Linked DNA regions of Mus musculus: regions 2, 3 and 4 are each linked to region 1. The links are chromatin contacts, called in public HiChIP or PLAC-seq and promoter capture Hi-C maps. All regions are on one chromosome and are shown on one strand. The core of a region is the stretch at or near the end of the contact, and the rest is flanking DNA. Distances in the headings are between cores, read along the strand shown.

Region 1 (3,122 bases), core at 229-2,728:
AAAGGAGAGGAGAATGCTGAAGGGACTTGGAATTTCAAATCTTGTTCCTTTTCTAGCCTGGGCACACAGCTAGGGGACTAGAAAAGGTAGATGGACCGACAGAAAGGGCTTAAAACTGAGAGGTTGGTATTCATCAACACACAGCCTTCCTTATCCAGAGGGTCAGGCTCAAAGACAAGGAGTGAGTGCAGCTTGAGTCGGGCTGGACTCAGGAAAGCCTCCCCTGCCCCTGAGGAACCCCACGTCTCCAGACTGTCTCCAGCCCATTCTGCCAGTCTCGGTCTTTAAGGGGAATTGGTCTAAGGGAACAGAGTGGGGCTACATCTGGAAGAATTGGGAACAGGGCTGCAGGCAGTGCAGGGGGACCAAGAGAGGTGAAGTGGAGGCTGACCCAGGGGCCAGAGACAGCGTGATTGAAGGCTTGGGGCCAAGAATCTGGGAGGGTCTGGCAGATGGGGAAGACCAGATGAGAAACAGACAGACCACGGAGAGAGAAGGGCAGCAAGAGAGAAAAGCAAAGACATCAGGGAAGCAGCCTGAGTGTCTGAAAGGCAGAGAGGAGTCCTGGGTACCAGGCTTGGGAACTGGTAGGGGCAGGTGAACCTTTCTCTCTCTCTCTCTCTCTCTCTCTCTCTCTCTCTCTCTCTCTCTCTCTCTCTCTCTCTCTCTCTCTCTCTCTCTCTCTCTCTCTCTCTCTGTGTGTGTGTGTATGTGTGTGTGTGTGTGAGATCAGGCCTCGGAACTTCATTCTGGTAGAGTAAGCTACTAGGAGCAGTAGAGGTAGGGAGGGGCTGCGGGAAAGGAGGTGGAGAGAGAGGACCCTTCCCATTTCTCTCCCTCCTCCTGAAGGGGCCCATGGTCAGGTAGCTGTGCCCCTCCTCCTTCCCCAGAGCAGACACACACCTGACAGGCCGTTTGCTCCCCAGAGAAAAGAAGCCAGAGGGCAGCAGGGGACCAGAGAGGTAGGCGGGACGAAGAGGAGAGAAGGAAGGAAACGGAGGAGTGGGGAAACAGGATAGCAGGAGGGAACGAGGAGAGGAGAGGAAAGGAGAGGGAGGTAATGAGAGAGAGGAAAGGAGAGCGGGAAAAGAGGAGAAAGGTAAAGGAAGAAAAAGGCAGAAGAGGTGGGAAGAGACAGGGCAAGAGGGAGAGAGAAGGGGCAGAGAGGCGGAAGGGTGAAGAAAAATCGGGAGGCAAAGGGAGAGAGGTGTGTGAGATGGGAGAGAGCAGAGCGCGGGAGAACCGAGCCGGCACGGCTCTCAGCCAGAGCGCACCGCAAGCTGCGGACCCCCCGCTGCCCCCGCGAGGATTCCCGACCCGGGCAGGCGCCCTTACCTGGCACTACCGAGGGGCCCGGGACCGCGAACAGCGCCCCGCCCGCCTCCGTCGCTGGCTCCCGGGGGCACAGCCCCAAGCCGATCCAAGCCGGCGCCGCGGCTCCGCTGCAGGTCTGAGCGGCCCCGGCGAGAACAAGGGAGCGAGACGGAGGGGGCGGGGGAAGGAGGCTCCGCCTGCCGAGGAGAGGCGGCTCGCGCGGGAGAGGAGAGCCCTGCCTCCGACCCTCCCCAGCCAGTCCCCGCCCCCGCGGCTCCCGGGCTGCTGGGCGCATACAGATGCGGGGCCCCTCCCGGGCCAGCCCGCAGCACGGCAAGGTACAGGGGTAGCACGGCTAGGCTATTATTCCCAGGGCCTGGCGGAGGAGACTCAACACGATCGGCCAGCACAGCACCTGCGGAGGCACACCGTGAGGCGGGGCGCTGGGAGAGCACTGCGGGAGACCCGGCTTCACGTTCTGGATTCGGGTGCGGCTGCGAGGCTACCGACTCAGGACCTTGTGCGGGTCACGACGGCGAGTTCAGTCAGCTAGGGTGAACTTCAGGATGGCAGGGGAAGCAGGAGTCTAGGGAGCTCGCCAGGGACAGGGGAAAGATAACGGTGGGCAGTGAGAACCTTTTTTGGGGAAGCTCTTTGCAAGATCTAAAGAGTGTGTGCACCCCCTGGTGGCAGTTGTGGGAAGCACCTTGAAGGGCGACCAAATGCCTAATTGTGCAGGGGGACCGGGAGGCCGACCCTGCCGGCTGTTGGGGTACTGCAAAAGAAACAGGCCACCCTATTTCCCAGAGTAAAAAGACATACAGCTTTGGACTGATTAGAGACAAAGTGGGGATGAAGGTTCCCGAGGAAGGCCGCTGCCCCAGAAGAACGCAGATGCCCACCGTCACAGCCATTCACCTTCCCCTTTCACCCAAACTCTTCCCAAGGAAAGGCACTCAAATGCTAGTCAAAACTAAGTCAGATTTTTATTTTTCCATAGACCACATCATTTAATAATAAAAAAAATAAAAATAAAAATTGAACAAAAGGAAAAGGTGGCTATAAAGTGGAACCAGCGGGCAAGAGACTGCAGGCCAGAGAACAGGGGACTGCAGGGGCCTGGGACTCAGGAGAGGCTGATTCAGCTCATAGGTGACCCAGTCCTGGCCCCAGCTGTCCCCAAAAGGCTGAGTACCAAGGGAGGCGGAACGCAGGATGGAGGGAAAATGAGCGTGGGACACTGGTTATTCCCACGTACGGCCACATCTTCCCTTCATAGCCTAGCTCTTCCCTCTCAGACTTAACAGGAAGAAAGGAGAGGGCCAAGTTCCAAGAGTTAGGTTGGGGAACAGGGAGATTGCCACTGCTCCATTTGATATGAGGGGACGTGTGGCAGTTATAGTTCAGCACTGAGCAATGGTGTGAGACCCTTGGTTCCAGGGTGGTGGTGACTGTACCTATCCCTCTGTGGCCTTTGACCTCCCAGGACCAAGTGGCAGGTACCTGCAGCTCTCTAGTGTTTTCTTGGCTAGCGGCGCCCACCCCGGTCCCGTACAGGTGTGCTTCGACTCCGGCTTCTGCTGTGGCGCTTGGTGTCTCTGCGATCCCTCTCCCTGCCTCGGTCTCGGTCTCGCTCCCTCTCCCGCTCTCGGTCACCCCTGTCCCGCTCTCTCTCCCTGTCCCTCTCTCTCTCCCTGCTGTGCTCCCTCCTCTTCTCCCGTTCTAGCTGCCGGTTCCGTTCCCGCTCAGCTTCCTTCTCCCGTTCCTTTTGTTCTTCTTCTTCTCGTTCTTTTCGCCGCTTCTCCCGC
Region 2 (2,970 bases), core at 231-2,730, 1.1 Mb after region 1:
TGATCCTGATCCTGACCCTGACTGGGACCCTCCCTGAAACGTGGACAGGCCAAAATCTGCTAGCTGTAAAGGAAAGGAAAGGGAAGGTATTAGATGAAGGGGGGGGTCAGAGATTTTTCCCTCTCTTGCTCCCCAGAAGATGCAGCAGCCTCAGCTTTTTGGAAGGTGTTATGGAGGACCAGAGGGAAGGTAAAGTCATTGAGAACTTAGCAGGAGATCTGAGTTGCTGATGGGCAGGCCTGAGATAAGTCAGCCTGGGTCCGTGAGGGTGCATTAGGCCTGTGGAACTGAGCCAGGGGGTTAAGAAGGGCGTCTGGTAAGGAGGGTCACCTGGTATGACTAGAAATAAAACTCCTAGTTGGGTCTTGTCATGTGTGTAGTCTTGTATTCAGAGGGACAGGTACTCAACATGGTCCCAAGTCTACACTAGGTTGTAGATGGACTAACCTTGGCGTGGAGCTCTGGATCCAGCAGAATGTTAGAGGGCTTGAGGTCCCGGTGCAGGAGCGGAGGGTTCAAGCTGTGTAGGTAGCACATCCCCAGCACCACTTCCTGCAGCAGGCGACAGAGGAGTGGCCAGGGCCGAGGGCACTCGGGTTGCAGCAGCCCTGCGAGGGAGCCATTCTCCATGAATCTTGTCACCAGAGCCTGCCCGGACACGAAGTCCCACTGGAGGTCCTCAGTGACCCCCAGCAGGAGCAGAACGTTCTCATTACGAAGATTAACCATAGCCTTCACCTCCCAGGATATCTTCTTCCTACACGCCGAAAGGGGGCCAAAATTGGATTGCGCTCTGGAAGACCCCACCCTTGCCCCACTCAGGCTCGTGACCACACTCTGACTACAGCTGGGGTCACTCACGAGTTCACGATCTTGACTGCTACATCATGGTTCCATGTTCTGTGGTGTGCCCGGAACACGACTCCGAACCCTCCTTTACCCACAAACTCCAGCTTCTTCAGTTCTTCACGGCTCACCAGAGGAACCGCTGACGCACCAGTAGGCCTGAGAAAGGTTCTTGTCCGGTAGGGGGCCCATCCCCCAGCCTAGCGCATCCTCTGTCTCCCAAGCTCCGGGATTCCGTGACTGCGCGTGGGCAGCGTAGGCAGCGAGTCTAGCCTCCCCACTGCTGCCCGCCTCACCCCCAGCTTTGTCCCCTGCCTCAGAAAAGGCGTCCTTTGAGTGTGTCCCCGGGCCACCTGTGTGGGTGTGCCGGAGACACAGCTCACTCCCCACTCACCATAACTTGACAGAAGACATCGTCGGGAGCTAGCGGCTTCCTGGAGTTATGTGTGCACAGACGGAGCTGGAAACCCGACGTCTACGGCTCGGAGTGTGGACTGAGAGGAAGGCAGGGTCTGCAAAGGGAACAATCAGTAGGTCAAGGCACGGAGGTTCAGGCCCCGAATTCCGCTTCCCAGGTCGCTCCCCCGGACTTTGAATGAGCGACTTCACAACTTCCCTTTCAAATAAGAGGCTCCTTCTATCTCCGCCCCCTGGGGTGGAGCATTGAAAACTTTGGGGCTATTTCCTGTGCACGTGCCTTGAAACTGCTTCCACCCGAGAAGCGCCCAGGCACTGGGCGTGCCACAAAAGGTGTCCTCACCATCCAGGAACGATTGACTCCCCACGATAGCCAGTCTCTCTTGGACCCCTTAGCTCCACCGCTTGCCAACCACATTTTGATGAAGGGAGGATGGAGATCAGGAGGATTTTATGGTCCTAAGATCACGGAGTAACGCTTCTAGTAAGGGTTGTCTTGGGCCAGGTACACATACTGGCTTCTTAGATCAACCGTGTTTTCTTTTCTATAGAGGAGGAAACCCAAGTACTTAAAGTTTAAATCGCTTGGCCAAGTAAGTATGGGACTAGTTTAGAACCGAGTTCTGCTCCACCAAGGTAGCCCTTATTTTATTTATTTATTTATTTATTTATTTACTTACTTACTTACTTACTTACTTACTTACTTACTTTTGAGACAGGGTCTCTTTTTGGAGCCCTGGTTGATCTGGGACTCGAGTATACAGACCAGGTTGACTCAAACTCACAGAGAGCCATCTGCATCTGCCTCCTGACTAAATGCTGGGATTAAAGGTGTACGCCACCATGCTTGGCTTTCTTATTTATCTTAAAATTTATTTATGTGTGTGCATGACCATGCATGTGGTGAAGGGGTGCATGTCATGGTGTGTGTGTGTGTGTGTGTGTGTGTGTGTGTGTGTAGGTGTTCGACCTTGTTTGAGATAGGGTCAGTTTGTTCTCTGCTGTGTGCATAATGCTATGTGTTAGCCTGTTAATGTCCCAGTATTCTCCTGTCTCTCATCTTGCTGTAGGAACACTGGCATGGTATACATGGGCTACTGTCCCCAATGTCACTTTAGTTGTGGGAATATGAGTTCAGGTCCTCATGCTTGCATGACAAGAATTTTGCCTACTAAGCGGCACACACACACACACACACACACACACACACACACTCCAGCTCAAGTTAGCTTATTCTTCTTGACAATGCCTCTGGGCTATATAAATCTACCTGTGGTGCAGGTAAGGTATGAGGCACGCAGTATGCACTAAAGGACCTCTTGGAATCCCTGCTCAGCAAGAGCAGCTACTAAGTAGGGGTTGTGGAGCTGGAAGGCCCAGGGTCTATGCCAGGGTGTTGTAATGAGGATAGGTGTGCTGGCCCTGCAATCGAGCCACTGCTGCTGTGATGGCCTCTGTAGCAGCTCTAAGGGCTTCCCACCCTTCCCCTTGTGTGATACCTTTGGCAAGTAAATACTCTGATTCATGCTTCAGGCAAGCATGGCATATATTCTCCATGAAAGCTTTTCAAGATCCTAGAGTGTCAGACTGTTGGGTAACAGGACTGGTGGTGCACACCTTTAATCCCAGCCCTCAGGAAGCAGAGGCAGGCAGACCTCTAGGACCAGCCTGGTCTACATAAGGAGTTTGAGGCCAGGTTAGCTACAT
Region 3 (3,433 bases), core at 701-3,200, 1.1 Mb after region 1:
GAGTGGCTCTCTGGGGTCACTGCTTCTAGAGCCCAGAGCATTTCTGGAGGTGGTAGGGGTACCTGGGAAATTAGAGACTGGGGTGTGCATGGCTGGGCTGTAATCAAAGGGTTAGAAGAGTCACCCGCCCGCCCCCAGTAGCTGTATAATCACCAGCCTGAGCAGTCAACGGTCACCAGGCAACATGGTGAGGGAGGCACCTGCCTTGGGCCTTGTGATAAAAAGGCAGAGAGATTGATAGATGGGGGCTAGGGGGATGACCCAGCAAGACCCAGAAAGAGGGGCACATGGAGACATGGAGTCAACCGTGCTGAAGGAGACACAGGGGCCAGCACTGTGAGAAAGACAGTTGCCTCTGGAGGCTTGTGGAAAGCCAGCTTGAGGAAACTGCAGGACCACATCTTTTCTGAGAGCACCACTAGGGGAGCACTATGAATCCGGCACCAGCCTCTTTTGGCAGAGGTGAGGAGTGCCGGGGAGGAGCCTAAAGACCTCTCTAACCTAACACCAGCCCTTCAAGTCTAGGGGCTTTACCCTTCCCATTCCAGGTCCCACTCACCAATGAGGAGCTCAAGGGCAATGCGATCAGAGGACTCATATTCCCGGTTCAAGAAAAGGATCATGTGGAAGGGCTGCCCACGGCGCACAATCAGCTCATCATATTCAAACTCATCCGTGTGGTGCTCTCGGCGGTTCTGGTCTGATCGTGAGCACAGCAGATCCACACCAGTCACAACCAGCATTCCCTCTGTGAAACCACATCCATGGGTCAGTGAAGAGTTCACGAAGAGCCCAGTCCCTCCTCAGAAGTCTCAGAAGCCCCCTTAGAGATGCCAGGATAAACCTTAGGTTCCATAAAGGCTCAGCTCTAGGTTAAGGTGTGTAATCTCACCTCGGATGGTGCCATCTCCAGCTGCATTTACACCACTGCCCCGAGACTCGGGTCTTCGGCCACCCCGAGAGTCCCTACCCCGGGAGCTGGTCCCTCTGCTTCTGGAGCCAGAAGGTTCAGGTCCCCAGTCATCGTCCCCTCTGTTCCCACATGAGCAGCAGCCACAACAACGAGCCCAGAAGGAGCGGCCTCCTCCTCGGCGGGAGCGCGAGCGTCTGTCTGGCTCCGGCACCGGCTCTGGCTCCGGTGACGGTGTTGTAGGGGGCTGCCAGGGGCTCCTGCCCCAGCGGCCCACGTCTGAGCGAGGACCTTCCATTGTGCCTGTGTAGAAGAGACAGAGGGTGCTCATTCACTCAGATCTCCTGTGCCTGGGATGTCCATCCCACCCACCCAGAAACTCTATCCAGAGAAATTGGTTCAGTACCAGCTAGGTGACTGGGATAATCACATTCTCACCCTGAGATGCCCCAAAGACCCTATTCAGTCACCCAGAAGAAGCACCTTATATTGCAGAGAAAAACCTCCTCTCCACCTTGCTATAGACACTCTCAAATCATACTAAAAAACAGATGTCCAGTGGAGAAACCATTGAAGATCCATCTGAGGAAATGCACAGTTGCCTAAGAGAACACCTCCAAACCCTGTATATATCGGTCTCTCCACCCGCTGGCTTCTCAGTTTAGAGGTCCAGCCTCTAGGACTATTTAACAGCAGGTAGGAGGCATAGGGGTCAGAGTCCCCCGACATGCCTCACGTCTGGACAAACTTCAGGCAGGGCTGCGGAGATGGCACAGCAGGCGTAAGCAGAGTTTGGCCCCAGGAAAATTGGGTCTCAGCCCACAGCAGGTACGCACTGGAGATCGGTCCTTTCTGGGCTTGGGCTGTGTGTCCCTTGACAGCGAAGGCCCGCTGTGGCTCAGCACTGAGGTAAGGTGTAAGCTGGAGCCTCTCACCTGGCAGCGGTGTTGGTGATGGCACCACCGGGTCCCGGGCCCGGGTGGAGCAGGTCAGGGCGTTTGGGACGGGACCAACAGGCTGGACGTAGCCACGCGAGTGGAAGGTGTAGGGCGGGCCGGGTAAGCAGTTTATGAGGGGAGGGGAGGCGGGGCCGAGTTTCTGGGAAAAGGGGAAGAGGGTTGCTTCATCCCTCCTGTCAAGAGGCCAGTCTCTGGGGGCTGTCCTCTGGTAGGGGCGGGAAAGACTGGCTCCACCCACTTTCTCCTTTCTAGGAACTGAGGTCATGCTAAGGAGGGGGTCCGGATCAAAGTTCTGTCAGACCTGAGGCTGAAGTGAAAAGGAAAGGCGTTTGGTGACGGATCCCACACCAACTTGATTCTTACCACACTAGGTGTTCAGAGAGCAAAGAGAAGGGCTCTTCCACTCAGGCCTGCAGGGCAGATCTGTTCCCTAGCTGGAGATGCCTCCTTTTGCTCTCAGAGGGCCCTGCTGCTAAGCTCTCTTGTAGCACCCACCGGGCTTGGCCCTGTGAAACTGGTCCCTGGGACTGGAACTTCTTTTGCCTAGGAAGGTCCCAGTACCTCAGGCTGCAGACAGATGACATCAGCGGCCAGGCCCTCAAACTGGCTCCACCTGTCAGTCCCTGACCAGCCAGCTCTACCAGGTCTTCTCATGCCCCTCAGCATACTGCACCCTTCTGTCTCTCTTTCAGCTGTTCCACAGCCCCCAGAATGAGTGGGCTATCTCTGTTTCTTCTAAGTTCGAGATCCTCCCAGCTTGAAAGTCTCGGGAAGGCTTAGGTCTTGGCTTGCTTTCAGGTCTGGGTGGACAGGAGCCTCCTCCCCAGGCTACCTGGTATTCCCTTCTTTCACTGAGAGTGTCTCATCAGCTGGAGGTAAGCATTTCCCCTCATTTGCAGCCTGGAATTCTTCTTGAGAATCCAGACCAACCGGCTCCAGGAACACACTCTCTGTCCTTTCCAGCTCCTGCCCTGGCTCTGGGTGAACCGTCAGAGATGTCATTAAAACTGCCCCAAGGCAGAGAGGAGCCAGACAGCTTTAGGGAGGCTCTCTCTGGCCCTGTCCGAGGCACCGCACCGACAACTAGGACCTCTTCACTCCGCTCCATGGGCCACCATCAAAGATAGTGAAAATAGCATTGGCAAAAAAAAAAAAAAAAAAAGAAAGAAAAAGAAAAGAAAAGAAAAGAAAAGAAAAGAAAAGAAAAGAAAGACAGACACAAAGCAGCATCCTAGGCAGCAATCTGTTTGGAAATGTATCCTGTACAAAGGTATCCAGGGAAGTAGGAACAGCTCCAGGATCTACATATACACTGATTGGTTGTTTGGTTTTTTTGTTTGTTTTTGTTTTTTGTTTGTTTTGAAATGATCTCACATATAGCCCAGGCAGACTTTGAGCTCACAGTAACTCTCCTGCTTTAACCTCCCAAGTGCTGGGATTACAGAAGAAGGCTGACAGTAAGCATGGTGTGAGTTTTTCCCTGTTCAGCTGGCAAGCCTTGGAACCTAGCAGACTTCTAACACATAGCAATGAAGACCAAAATTCAAGGCAGGTGTGTGGCGGG
Region 4 (3,324 bases), core at 345-2,844, 1.2 Mb after region 1:
TGCCCACCCTTCTCTTAGGTGCAGGGTGGTAGATGTTCTCGAGGTGTTCCTCGCGCCCCCTAACCGTGAGTTCCTCCAGTTCGGAGGTGAAGCAAGACGGGAATGTAACCTGAGAAGAACCCAAGGGGAGAGAGGGGGGCGGGGAGGGGGGAATCAAACCAGGCCCTCTCCCGGCTCGGCCTCGGAACATTCTTCTCTCCCGCCCGCCAAGCTTCTCCTCCCTGCCCCTCCCGCCTCGCGGCCCTGGGCTTGCAGCCGGGGCAGCGCCGCACGTCACTGGGGTCCCCGGGGGCTGGGGGGGTCCCCAGGACTGGCTCGAGGGAGGACTGAGGGGAGGGAGGGGCGCCGCCTCCGCCGCCAAGGAGCTGAGGCCCGCCAGGCCAGCCCCCCTTCCCTCTGCCCCGCAGAGCCTGTTTCTCATTAGAGTAATGGGCGCGGTCCCCGCCCGGCTCCCGAGTGTTTGTAAACGTCTGACCAGAGGGCCGGCGCTTAACCCTTTAGGTGCTGGACTGGGGTTTGCTGTTGGGGGACGCGGGTCGGAGCCTGAGAGATTTAGAGACTGGAGATTTGCCAGGTTTATTAGGGAAGTTTGGAGCATGTGGTAAGCATGCAAGGAGAATGGTGACTGCTCCCCTGTCTTGCAGCGCCTCCAGTCCGAATCAAGAATCTCCCGTTCTATTCTTTCTCTTCCAAATGGGACCTCTTTATGCTCGCCCTTCCTAGAAACTCCTGACCGGGTCTTCCTTCCCTGCCCAGGTGACAGGTGTCCAGCCGGTGGGCCTAAGTTTTTAGCTTCTGGCCTTTTCTAAACCCGGCCAGGAATTTAGGATGGCCGGGAGCAGAACGTCTTGGGATCAGCGAGCCCAGAGATCTGCAGCTTTTGGGACGAAGGAGCCGACTATCTCCTCCAAGGCTAATTAATGGCCTATCTAGGTGGCTGGGACAAGGGTATCAGCAAAGCCTGGCCTGGATCTACGCCCAGCGGGCTATGGGCCTTCAAAGGCTTCCTGGGGTTCGAAAGTTCTGAGAGGCTTCTGGGACAGCTAGAAGTTCTTCATCTTAAGGGAATGGTGGGGGGTGGCTTGTGGAGGTGGTGGCTAAGAACTGCAAAGGCTCCTTGGAGGTCCAGGTAGAGTGGTCTCAGCGAGGGTGGAGGAATGGCCTCCTCTACAGAGCAGCTCAGAGCCTCTCTCAATCCCAGATCTCTCTTCAACTCAAGATTTGGATGGAAAGGACAGTGAGGTGCCCTTTCTTGGGAGATTTTGGCTATCCTGCTCTTCAGAATGTACCGTGGGCCTGCTACAATGGGGGACGGGTGACAAAAATATGGCCTCTTTAAGGCGAGGGGACCCGGACCTCCCCACCCCCTACGCTGGGACTAAATAGGCTGAGGTTTGGGCTTTCGGTGGGAAATGATTGTCACAACTGTGGGCCAATAGGTACCATTAGGGTTCTATAACGTTTGAAGGGACCATTTTCCAATTCAGTTTTTTCTCCCTCTTTGGAGGGGGTGGGACTGGAGAGATGACCGGGGGCGGGGGGGGGGGGAACTAGGGGCGCGTGGTTTTCCCATCTCATCCATGGAGGAGGGGCCGGTGCATCCCGGGTAACCAATCAGAGACAGGCTGGGGGGGGGCCGCTTTGAAGAAGTTTGGGAGAAAAAAGTTTGGAAAAGTTTCTATAATAACGAGGGGGCGTCCGGAGGGAGGCGGCAGCGACAGAAGAGGGGGCGTCTCAGAGAAAGGGAGGGAGGGAGCTACCCTCGCGTGAAGCTACAGCAGCGTCCAGAGCTTCCCCCTCCCACCCAGGCGGGACCTGGGGGCTCCGGCCGGATCCATGGGGGCCGCAAGCTGCGAGGATGAGGAGCTGGAATTTAAGCTGGTGTTCGGAGAGGAAAAGGAGCCCCCCCCGCTGGGCCCTGGGGGTCCTGGGGAAGGTTAGTGCGGGGCTGGGTAGGGGTCTTTTGGCCAGTGACCGAAGGGCCAGGAAATCTCCAGTTTGGGAGCCTGGGGTGTGTGAGAGGGTGAGGTGGGTCAGAGGATGAAGGGAGCTGAGGGACTACCAAGGCTGTGGAAGTGAGGCTGGGGGCCACGGCATCATTTTTTTTTCCTTTTTAGGTCCTAACTGGGGTGGGAGTGGGGGTGTTGTTGGCTATGCGCCGCCTGCCGGCTAGGCCGACTGTCTCTGGGATGGGGTGCGGAAGGGAACCTTGGCCCCCAAGAGCCGGAGGTGCCGGCTTGGGAAGGGGAGGTTTGGCCCTGGAGTTAAAGGCTTTAGGACCTAGGCCTGGTTCTGCAGACGCGACGCCTGGGGCTGGGGGCTCCCTCGGGCAGCGCAGGGACACCCCTCCCCCTCCCCCTGTCTGGCCGCAATGAGAGGCAGATGGCGGGGAACGAGTCGGGGGCGGCGGCCGCCGCTTGCACGGAATCCGCGCTGCCCGCTACCCCCTCTCCCCCCCCCCCCCGTTGGCTGGGCCCCGCACGCATCACCCTTCGACTGCACCCCCGCCCCCTTTGGGGGGGGCGAGGGAGGAGTCACCTCCCCTCGTCACCACAGACATGCCCCCATCCCTCCCACCCCCAGGCCACAGTTGCGATGGTAACTGGGGTTTCTGCCAGCACCATTTGGGGGTTTGGGAACCGTCGCTAATTGGGTTCATGTGTGAGTCGCCCCCAGCCCAGCCCAGAGCCTGGGCAAGCACACCTCCAGGCCTGGCTCTAGAATTCCCCAAACCACCCCAGCCCACCTGCCCAGGACCAGAGTGTTAGAGTATGAGGTCCTGGCATGCCTGTATCTCTTTTCTGTCTTGTGATGTTCAACTTTGCTTTTGTCCGGAGACTAGGGGAACCTCTCCTAGCTAAGCATATCAGGCTTCAGGGGCTGACCATCCGAGAAACGTAGACATTTCACCAGCTTCTCTCTCTCTCTCTCCCTCTACTTCCCTTCCATTTTGACAGAGCTGGACTCAGAGGATACCCCTCCATGCTGTCGTTTGGCCCTGGGGGAACCCCTTCCTTATGGTGCTGCCCCTATTGGGATTCCCCGACCCCCACCCCCTCGGCCAGGGATGCACTCACCACCGCCCCGTCCCGCCCCTTCACCTGGCACCTGGGAGAGCCAGCCAGCTAGGTCGGTGAGGCTGGGGGGCCCAGGAGGTAATGCAGGGGGTGCTGGGGGTGGTCGTGTTCTTGAGTGTCCCAGCATCCGGATTACCTCCATCTCTCCCACGCCTGACCCGCCGACCTCGCTAGAGGACACATCTGAAACTTGGGGGGACGGCTCTCCTAGAGATTACCCTCCACCAGAAGGCTTTGGGGGCTATCG

Evidence for each region. Promoter capture Hi-C pulls out the DNA fragments that hold promoters and counts their contacts. HiChIP or PLAC-seq counts read pairs in DNA pulled down with a chosen protein or histone mark.
Region 2: a contact with region 1 is called in a FOXA1 HiChIP or PLAC-seq map of pancreatic cancer cells. The contact joins the promoter of Ripk3 here to the promoter of Cdh24 in region 1. A contact is called at or near these places in 1 of 39 promoter capture datasets (liver) and 1 of 115 datasets of contacts at active chromatin or transcription factors (pancreatic cancer cells).
Region 3: a contact with region 1 is called in a FOXA1 HiChIP or PLAC-seq map of pancreatic cancer cells. The contact joins the promoter of Tgm1 here to the promoter of Cdh24 in region 1. A contact is called at or near these places in 2 of 39 promoter capture datasets (fetal liver and liver), 1 of 115 datasets of contacts at active chromatin or transcription factors (pancreatic cancer cells) and 1 of 9 other capture datasets (liver).
Region 4: a contact with region 1 is called in a promoter capture Hi-C map of liver, with 2.6 times the contacts expected there. The contact joins the promoter of Nfatc4 here to the promoter of Cdh24 in region 1. A contact is called at or near these places in 4 of 39 promoter capture datasets (cranial neural crest, liver, maxillary cranial neural crest and 1 more).

What each region holds. Positions count from the first base shown.
Region 1 is chr14:54,639,886-54,643,007 of GRCm38.p6, forward strand. It overlaps Cdh24 (cadherin-like 24), which reads right to left and starts at 1,479. Exons shown (of 12, transcript NM_199470.2): 1 at 1,336-1,479. It overlaps Acin1 (apoptotic chromatin condensation inducer 1), which reads right to left. Exons shown (of 19, transcript NM_023190.3): 19 at 2,276-3,122. The coding sequence ends at 2,843.
Region 2 is chr14:55,787,377-55,790,346 of GRCm38.p6, forward strand. Ripk3 (receptor-interacting serine-threonine kinase 3) reads right to left here and starts at 1,481. Exons shown (of 10, transcript NM_019955.2): 1 at 1,241-1,481; 2 at 862-1,005; 3 at 448-757; 4 at 1-63. The coding sequence starts at 1,260. The region is part of intron 2 of Gm32092 (a long non-coding RNA gene); the gene reads left to right.
Region 3 is chr14:55,711,542-55,714,974 of GRCm38.p6, forward strand. It overlaps Tgm1 (transglutaminase 1, K polypeptide), which reads right to left and starts at 1,951. Exons shown (of 15, transcript NM_001161714.1): 1 at 1,846-1,951; 2 at 893-1,213; 3 at 560-748. The coding sequence starts at 1,208.
Region 4 is chr14:55,823,201-55,826,524 of GRCm38.p6, forward strand. Nfatc4 (nuclear factor of activated T cells, cytoplasmic, calcineurin dependent 4) reads left to right here and starts at 1,595. Exons shown (of 10, transcript NM_023699.3): 1 at 1,595-1,936; 2 at 2,958-3,324. The coding sequence starts at 1,837. Gm41159 (a long non-coding RNA gene) reads right to left here and starts at 389. Exons shown (of 3, transcript XR_874646.3): 1 at 1-389.